Regions from separate parts of the Danio rerio genome. Here region 2 is linked to region 1. The links are chromatin contacts, called in public Micro-C maps. All regions are on one chromosome and are shown on one strand. The core of a region is the stretch at or near the end of the contact, and the rest is flanking DNA. Distances in the headings are between cores, read along the strand shown. Region 1 holds the start of ppp1r13bb (protein phosphatase 1, regulatory subunit 13Bb). Region 2 holds the start of xrcc3 (X-ray repair complementing defective repair in Chinese hamster cells 3).

The links. A called contact is a pair of places that touch in the nucleus more often than the background predicts.
Region 2: a Micro-C map of caudal fin shows a contact between it and region 1, with 9 times the contacts expected there. The contact joins the promoter of xrcc3 here to the promoter of ppp1r13bb in region 1. A contact is called at or near these places in 4 of 18 Hi-C or Micro-C datasets (caudal fin, embryo, hematopoietic stem cells and 1 more) and 1 of 4 datasets of contacts at active chromatin or transcription factors (embryo).

What each region holds. Positions count from the first base shown.
Region 1 is chr20:23,271,090-23,275,773 of GRCz12tu, forward strand. ppp1r13bb (protein phosphatase 1, regulatory subunit 13Bb) reads left to right here and starts at 2,766. Exons shown (of 18, transcript NM_001044824.2): 1 at 2,766-2,844; 2 at 3,372-3,457. The coding sequence starts at 3,449. It overlaps atp5mj (ATP synthase membrane subunit j), which reads left to right. Exons shown (of 6, transcript NM_001135972.3): 6 at 1,691-2,370. The coding sequence ends at 1,704.
Region 2 is chr20:23,442,732-23,447,678 of GRCz12tu, forward strand. It overlaps xrcc3 (X-ray repair complementing defective repair in Chinese hamster cells 3), which reads right to left and starts at 3,275. Exons shown (of 7, transcript NM_001013541.1): 1 at 3,122-3,275; 2 at 2,894-3,031; 3 at 1,641-1,853; 4 at 1,274-1,428; 5 at 86-298. The coding sequence starts at 3,176. It overlaps brf1b (BRF1 general transcription factor IIIB subunit b), which reads left to right and starts at 3,737. Exons shown (of 19, transcript NM_199889.1): 1 at 3,737-3,948; 2 at 4,495-4,694. The coding sequence starts at 4,514.

The DNA.
Region 1 (4,684 bases), core at 1,516-4,015:
TTAAAGTCTGCATGAAATCCAAATTCAAGTGGTACTTTCTTTTGCTAGTGCACATTATTAGCCTTAAGATTAACATATTAATCCACTGAAAAAAATTAACATTTTAATTAAATTAATTTTAATTAATTTCATACCATTTGCTACCACTTTTTAAAACATTTGCTAATTTGTTATGTGAAGGTTTAGCCACACCCTTCCAACAGTTAAAGGTGATCTTCCACAATGCTAAGCTTCGCATAAATCTCAAATCAGTCCCTCCCCTGCCGTCCAGAGCTATGCCTCCTGAAACAGGAGTACGCGCACCTTAAAGATTACAGCAGAACCCACTCTCGTGTGTTAAAAGCAACTAGTGCTTGTCCGGCGGCGTGCAGGAATTAGACTCATTACTAAGTCAAACTGACATGCTATTTCAGAGTGAATATTTAGAGTTGCATGGTAAACAATATAGGGAAAGACTAGATGGAATAGCGCTTTTTATTTATGTTTTGTTGTAAACTAATTAAAATCTACGTTATTGATGCTGTAAAGGTCGCTTATGAAGTGAAAGTAGTCTTATAAATCTTTCACCGGAAGATTTTAGTGGCTGAACAACATTACTGGGAAGATATAACCCATTTGTAACAACAACATCTAACATTACATCAGCTTTGCGTGAAGCTAAAATAGTTTTAAAACAAAACATTACCTGTCCAAGAGAAATCCTTCTCCAGTGTGCAAAGGTAACTCCAATATTGATTAAGGTTTTTAAAAAGTTTTGATTCACCATGTTTTTGCTGATCGTGCGTGCGTACTCTCGATCTTGTGAACGCGCAGCACGTCTATGCACCAACAGCGGTCGGCGAAGCTGCGTACAAAAGGCTGAGCAGTTGATCAAATCTGATTTTGCTGACGGACAGATTGGGCTACTTATCGGAATTATGAGAGATGTCGGCCCGACTCAATTGACTCAATTTTTTTAGTTTTATGCCTTACCCAAAATATAAAAATACATATAAATACATTTAGATCATTTACTTTAATCAGTTAAAATGTGAAGAGACTTTTAACCAGCACAACAACAAAAGTTTCTGAAGACAATCACCTACTGCACCTTTAATTGGCTTTGAGTGAATGAGGGGAGCGCAAAAATAAAGTCCCGCCCCCTACTCAAAATACTATTTCAGTTGTAAAGGGATCATATTAATGTAATAAAAGACTGTAGTAATGTGCTTTATGCAGACTTTAATTTAAAGGGTCAAGTTGCTTTCAAATTGTGTTTTGATGGCTACTGTAGGTATCCGTGTTTGCATCCCAACTATAAACCTTAATTCCAGCATTTCTCTGTCATTTTCAATGCTTGTAAAACATTAATAGTGGTATTATTAATATTGATAATAATGGCTGAAAAGTCTACATACAAACTATTTTGTTTGTGATGACTGTTCTATCTGTGTCAACTTCAGCATTAAATAGTCTTTTTGTAGATTATTATTATTTTAACATTGTAAATTACAATTCTGTGATTGAATCCATGATTCCATTCATTTATTTTGCATCAAGGAAATCATAGGGCCCTAAATTATTTTGTGAACCCTCTAGCTTTAGGGCTTGGAGCCCACTTTGAGAGCCCTTGGTCTAAAATGATGAGGAAGGCTAATTTATAGGACAAGTTTTTCACACATTCGCTAACATGAATTCTCTTTTCTCACAGAACCTGCACATTGATCGGGCCACCGGAGCATCATTCCCCGAATCCCCATCTCCTCTCTGTACATCTTCCCCTGAAGAACTTCACCTGGATATCTGTATTTTGTTTTATGCAAACAATAAAATGCTTGAATTGGATCCACTCTATGGACAATACACTGCTTTTGTGGTCTTTCACTTTCTCTTGCAGGAAATTGGTATCAGCAAATGTGCAGCTGCTTGATTGTTAACTTATGAAAATAAACCATTAAAGATGTCCTGCCAAAATCTTTTAATGGGCTAGTCATTGAGTCACAGTTGCATTTGTTTTGTAGGACATGAATCAAAACTATTTTTAGCTGATGTTAAATTCTCACTGAAAATGTCTAGTGTGAATATTTGCATGCAATGTTTTATAATACACAGTTTTTGTTGTCGTTTTGTCATATTTTGTAGATAGTAATTATTGTTGTTGACCAGTAGTGGGCGTTTAAGGACTGTCCAGCACTTTAGATATGTACAAAAAAAATCTATTGTATCTTGTCACAAATCTAAAATTTGTTTAACCTTAAAAAGAAAACTCTAAATATACAATTTAAAGTTATACGTCACACGTTGTAATTTGATGAGGAAACTTGTCTTGATGTTGAACGTCTGCAAAATAAGAATCCCACGGTTCTTTGAGATTAAAGATTAAACACGTGCGAGTAGCTGCACTTTCATTCACTTTCAAGTGAACTAACAACTAATGTGTCTGGTCAAACTAAGGGCGTATCATGTCCGTTTGATTTTCACCTCGGATATTTTAGTGACTAAACAAACAAACATCCATAAGTCACTCCACATTCCTGTCATTCTTGGTCTGCGTGTGCAATCATTTAACACAAGAGCGCGAGCTCGGCCATTTCAGGGCAGTGTTTCTAGACTTATATTGCTTTTGCTTTAATTCTTTAACGAATATCACGCCAATAACTGACAGCATTCGGAGGAATACGCCTGTTCTGATTTGGTTTCCACCCATTCGCTTCACGTATCGCAGCGTTTTCACCTGGCTTCGGCTAGCAGGCTAACTAGTTTAGCTATCTCGCGAGTTAATCGATACTCGGCTGCTTTCAGGATACGAGGAACACCCCATGCACAGTTTTCTGAACGATTATGGCACACGTCTACACCTGACATGTAAGTAAAATGTTGTTTTACCCACCGTGTGTGTACATTTTTTGTGTTTGTTAACATGATTGCACACCGGGATGTTTTTAGTCGTGCTAGCTGGCTAACAGATGTGGAGAACTGTTAATATAAACAGGGCGGAAAGAGGAAAACAATATTTACTGAACATATTTAAAACCGCATCGTTGAATTAAACGTTTTGTTTCGATTAATTAATTGTAAGTCATTCAGTATGAGGAGTAAATGAGTTACGGGTTCTCAGCGGGTGTGTAAAACATCCAAACATCTGCCATTTCAATACACACGCTCAGCTGATTATCCAGTTAAGCGAGTTTTAAAGCGTCTCTTTAATTTTTTTAGTCAAATGAAGGCGATCAAAGCAAGTGATAACCAGTTGCTTGTCGCGTTAAAGCGTTCAAAAGATGTGAAATGACACGATGTACGGAGTCGTGGCCTGTTTGGCCTGTGTTTATCAGTGCTGTGGACATTGATGTGCCAGTGATGCTGCAAGTGAAGTTGTTTTTAATCCCATACAGAGGGCTGTGATCTCGGTTGGATGTTTTGAAAGGCAAATCGAAGCTGAAGACCAGATGTTCCTCTGACAAAAGTGAAGATGATGCCTGTGAGTAAATCACGCTCCTCAAATCAGCAATGCAGTTTTGTTTACATGCATGATAGGCGAACATTTGTGAGCCCCCATCACTGTATCATCCGTTATATGTATGGTATCGTTGAAACAGCTCAGTCCATTGTGGAAAGAATGTACAGTGTGTTGAGTTATACACACTAGTGTGAATGTGAAAGTCCTCATTCAGATGCATTGTGGGCTGCCTAGAGCCTTGCCAAGGGATCCATAATGGGATACTTTTCAGAAAGCTGTTAATGGGCTGTGGATGGGAATATTCTCAGTACAGGAGTGTTATCTGTGCCTCATGTTGTGTTGTTTAATCTCCACTGATAATTTAGCTTTTTAAAGAGGCAAATAGTCAGTTCTAATAAAGAACTGTTCAAAAATAGATGTTTTTATTTTTTTATTTTATGACAAGTCTTTTGTCCGTACACACTGCTTTTTTCTCTAGTGCTAATGGAAGCTATTAGTTTTATGATGTTGATATGCTGTTGCTTGTTAAAGAGAATCTCTTTTGCACCCTAGCGCCTTTATAGTTTCAGTAATGCTAAATCATTATTGGCAGTTTTATGCCCCTCCCTCTATGTTCAAAGGGTCTCAAGACTGGAGTAAATATGTTGGTTGGCAGCACTGAAACCAAATGCTGCACTTCATGTTTATTCCTTATGATCTTTATTGTTATCTGTAGGAGCTAAAATGATCTGCAATAATGTGAAGCTCCTCTTATCTGTTATTAATATTCAACATTCAATATGCGATTGTCATCTTTTTTTTCTCTCTCTTTTGTGCATTATACAGTGCTCATCATATGAGTACATACAACCTCCCCCCCACAAGTCTCTTATTTAAACTAATATTGTCTATAGGATGCTTTACAGTGTTATATTTATGCATATACATTAGTTTAGTCTGTACTGAAGCCAAATCTGAAGCTTGTCTAACAAAATAATTTATACTTAACAATAATGGCCCGAAATTTAGCTGCCCAATTTTGTTAGGGAAAAATATTAAATAAAATTGTCAAAAATAGCAAAAAAGGAAGAAAAAAAATCAAGAAAACAAAGATTTCTGATAAATATTAAGTTTTGTTAAATTTAGGTTTTGTTGAAATGTTGTAGTTTGTTATTTGTTTTGCAATATTTTGCATTAATTTAAATGTATATCTTTTCATTTCTTAAGATGTTCTGTGACTAAAATATTATTTTACTAAATACATCTGTT
Region 2 (4,947 bases), core at 2,025-4,524, 170 kb after region 1:
ATTCATACAACAACCTCCAAAGCGCATCCTGAGCATGCCGTGCAGTATTACAGATCAGGTGATAGAGATGAGATGTTAGTCTGACCTGGTTGACACACAGTACAGGTGCAGCGTATGTGTGACTGAGGCGGTGGAGCGTACTGGAAAAAGCCAGCAGATGTCGAGACCTCTGAACGGCCTCATCAGCCTGAAACTCACTGCGAAACAGAGCTGCCACAGAGTCTACCACTAGCAGTCTGACCAGACCTCGCTTCAGCAGCACCGGCACACGCTGAGACACACACACCTGCAGAGCCTCCTGCGCACACAGAAAAACACAGTCAATGCCTTACTGATGACTACTGACTTACTACAGCAAGACCCTGCTGCTGAAAAAAACAACTTATAGTTATTAAGACTTTCACAGACAATTGATTACATTAAGAATTAAAAACTGTTTTTTTGTATTACATGTTTTCTTAAATAATGGGTCTAAATACAAATGCAAAGGAATTATTTCATTGCATGTCTGAAAATTTGACTCTTAGATTTAACAAAAATCTACACTGATATAGTCAGGTTGAAAATTCTTGTTTAATTTTACTAAACAGATTGAATGTCCCACTTTATATTTATTGGCCTTAACTACTGTCTACTTACATTATTGCTGTAATTACATGTATAATTACACCTAATCCTACCCTTAAACATACTTATCCCTTATTATAAACCTACTCAAATCCCACCTCAATAGCATCACAGGTGTTCTGCAATGCAATTTGAACACAGTAATACACAGCATTTATTTTTTGATTTGAGATCATAATAGATAAGCACATGTATAGCAGTTTAATATTAAGACCAAATCAGATTTTTGAAATCTTATAATTCTCTATAATTCAGGGTTTTTTTCACACTCTTATGTAGAATAAAATGTGAATAGCCAGTCATACTACAAATGAACATCAGTAAAAACCTTCAAAATATATAGATAGGAATAAATCTGTAGTTTGATGTATGGAAGTGCAGCTGAAGTGGAGATTTATTGCTCATTACAGGAGAATTTTTATTAGAAAGCAGCCATTAAAAATGTATTGTAACTGAAAACTACAGACACAAATTGATGAACTGCAACAGAATAAAATCTTTTAAAAAGGTATATGTTAAATGTTTTCCTTTCATAATCATAATATTAATAATAATAAATCAAAATATGAAAAGCAATAAAGTTCAAAAAAAAAAAATAATAATTAAAACAATGTCTGGCCTAAACCGGAGTTTCTGTCAGTCTCACCAGGTCTGCTGCATGCTCGATGTAGATGTTGTCACTAAAACGCAGACTGTGGATCAGGGCTGGCGGCAGGTCAGGTCTGAGCCGGGGCTGCTGGGTAATGAGTTGCCGTAGTCGTTTGATAGGGAAAGAATCCTCAGTGCAAATGTAAACAGCCCCTGTTAGGTGACAGCATTAAAAGTTGTTTAAATCAGCATTTCATCTGAACTTTGTCCAAATGAGTACTTTCTTCAGTTCTGAAAACACCCAATAAAATGTAATTTGTTGCAAAAATTTTTTAAATATCACAAAATCTTGTCGAGAATGAAAGAATCATTTGATAACATTAAAAAAAAGCATTAATTAAGAACGATCACAGTATGTGCACTACCTGAATTCAGTCCTCCGTGTTCTTGTGGATACTGGACAGACAAGCAAAGCTGCAAACAAAACTGGGTTTTTCCAGCAGCGCTCTCGCCTGCCAGTTCTGTTATTCCTCGTAATGGGAGACCACCACGCATCAGACCGTCCAGAACAGGGCAGGCAAAAGAGAGCCGGTGTCCAGGCTCCAAAACAGGACATTCTCCCTGGATCAACTGCAATGCTGAGAAGTCAAAATAATAGTTTTGCTCAAAATATTATTTATTAGCTTAACCATGTTTTTGTTGATTTAGGACTCACACTCACGTTGTTTGTGCTTGAAACAGACTAGAGACCTACTGTATAATCAGCTTTTATTAATGAAATTAACTTACTATATTTGATTTTTATAATGTAATGAATATAACTTTTAAATAGAGAGCTGGTTCTGTTTAATGTTGGTTTACGAGCAAATTTCTTGTTTCTTCATTAAACAGATTTAAAAATAGTATTTTTAAATATCCGGAAATTGTTTATAAAGTTTAGATTTATTTGACATGGTTGACTTTTAAAGCAGGGGTTTTTTAGTCTATTTTATTTTTTCTATTTACATCCTAAAATGTAAAAGATATCTATATAATGTACATAATGTTGTATACTGTAAATAATTAATATTATAAATAGCGCTAAATATTATATTGGCAATGTTTATTTTCTATTCTTGCATTATATTTACAACTCATTTACTTTACTTTTAAGCTAATTATAATTCATTCTAATCTAGTTTGTATCTTTTCTAGATAATCTATTTCACATGTTTATATGAACAACAATTTCAGATGTTTACATAAATCTTATTTCATCTTTTTTTCTTATTTGTTAAAATCATATAAATATTCAAAGAATTTAAAGGCATTGATCACCCAGAAATACAAATGCTGTCGTCATTTCCTTATTCTTGACTTATTACAAACCAGTTGAGTTTGTTGTTCTCTTGAACACAAAAGTTATTTTAAAGAATGTTGGAAAGTAGGACGGAAATCACTATGAAAGTCAATAGTTACAGGTTTCCAACATTTATCGAAATATCTCATTTTATATTCAACAGAACAAAAACACCTCAAACGGTTTTGAAACAAGTCAAGGGTGAGAAAATGATGACAGAATTTTCATTTTTTGGGGGGAGAACTGTCTCTTTGATCAAATAAAATCAGAAAAAAAGTTCTGTAATTACCTCTATAACAACACCGGATGTTTAAAATTAAAATAATACAAAAGTATAACCTGTGACGGGTTTAGACTTGCGCACAGAAGCCGCTACCGCCTGATGAAGACGCTGGACATCAGCCTTTGACAAGCGCGTCAGTCTCTGCAGATCTGGACCAGATACACACAGGATCTCTTTGGCTGATCTAAAATTGCCTAAACATTGAAATAACGTTTAACACGAAGATAAATAAACTGTAACGCACTCTCTCAGCAATGTATCGCAATAAGGGATTGTTTATCAACCTTTTTTAACAGCAGCAATAATCCTTGGATTCAGCTCAAGTTGTTCCCACTCCATCACCAAACTTGAATCTCCATAATAACAGTTTAACGTTAATAAAACAATGAATAAACATTTCAACTAACGTTAACTAAAACTATTTGCGCACATTTTGAACTGCACGATGTTTACTTCCCGGTCATTGTGTCATATAGTCTGTCAAAATTAAAGTCTTAAATCCAGCCGGCTAACGATATTTATTTACGTTTCTTCAAAGACATGCAGTAAGAAGCAATACATATAAAGAACAATACTTAATTTTAACAAAACAAAAAGAGAATAGCGTTAGCGTAACGGCTAAAGCACTGACCCTTCATATTATCGCGCTTTAGAGCTGGGGTTTGCCACTGGTTCAGTTAAATCAATATGGGGGTGTTTTGAGTTTAGGCTATTACATAAAACGATCAAATGGTATTGTAGTAATATACATTCAGCATTTATATAATTCTAAGGTATTTAGGTTCACACACAATACGTATAAGCAAAATAAACTCATGATAACAATTAAAATAAGAACTTTTGGATATTGGCCACCCCTCTATGTTCTGTTTTTAGAACAGCCCTTAATGTTGTGTTTCAGTTGGGTAGATGGACTGATCTGGAAAGTCACAATAGTATGTTGTTATGAATTAAATGAAGTATTTTACCAAAACAGATTGATTTAACTCTTTTAAACATGTTGGTCATAGTAAAACAGGATTTGCTATCTAAATAGTTTATCAAACAACAAGAAATACGACTGGATACGGTTTTAAAGTTGTTGAGCTAAAGTCTTTACTTCCTTTGACTGGTGAGTGGCTATCTTACTGTTAAAGGCTAGCGTAAATTGTGTATGTTTATGTTACATTATGAAATAAAGAATAAAGCGATAAACTAAGCTGTTTGTAGAATGTTTAGGGTCGTATCATTCAAGCTAGCTTTCATTCTGTAGCATATGTGCACATACATAAACCATATCAAAACATTAGCTTAGCAAAAATAACGTTACTATTGATGTGCATTAGAACATAAAACATAAAATAAAATGAATCCTAATATAAGAATATAGGAATCATGACCGACAATGAACAGGGCGACAAATGTGCATTGTGTATCCGGCATGCTAACTGTCGCGTAGCAGAGCGGAATATGCAAGACCAATGAAGCCGTGCGACCCGAGTTCAATCCCCGTTGAAGATAAGGTTCTGTTGAAAACATTATATTGCTGGTTATTCGGTTTTAATACGTGTTTTATGTTTATAATATCTTAATAACAAGAAACTGACAAAAACATAAAAAACAGTATGTTTTGTAAAGTGTTTCCTGTTCTGTAATGGAGTTGGTGTGTGCTCCTCAGGTCTAAGTCTTCAGTCAGTATGAGTCGCCAGTGCAAGAACTGTGGTGGATCGGACATCGACACAGATCCAGCCCGGGGGAGTGCAGTCTGCACAGCCTGTGGTTCGGTTCTGGAGGATAACATCATTGTGTCTGAGGTTCAGTTTGTGGAAAACAGTGGAGGAGTCTCTTCAGCCGTCGGCCAGTTTGTGTCTGCAGATGGTAAGAGCTGTTTTCTTAAACCTAAAAAAATGATAGTTGGGATCATGCCCCATGTTTCAGGGAAATCTGTATGCTTGGTCACTTGGAGTGCCTTTTACTATAATAAATTATAATTTTTTGAAAAAAAATAAATGCTCAAATGAAAATACAGAAAGAAAATATAGAGAAAATATACCGAAATCAAAAATAGGAAAAGATTTCTCACAGATAATGTTTTAAACTCTTTTATGCTTTTGCACAATTTAATTTATTG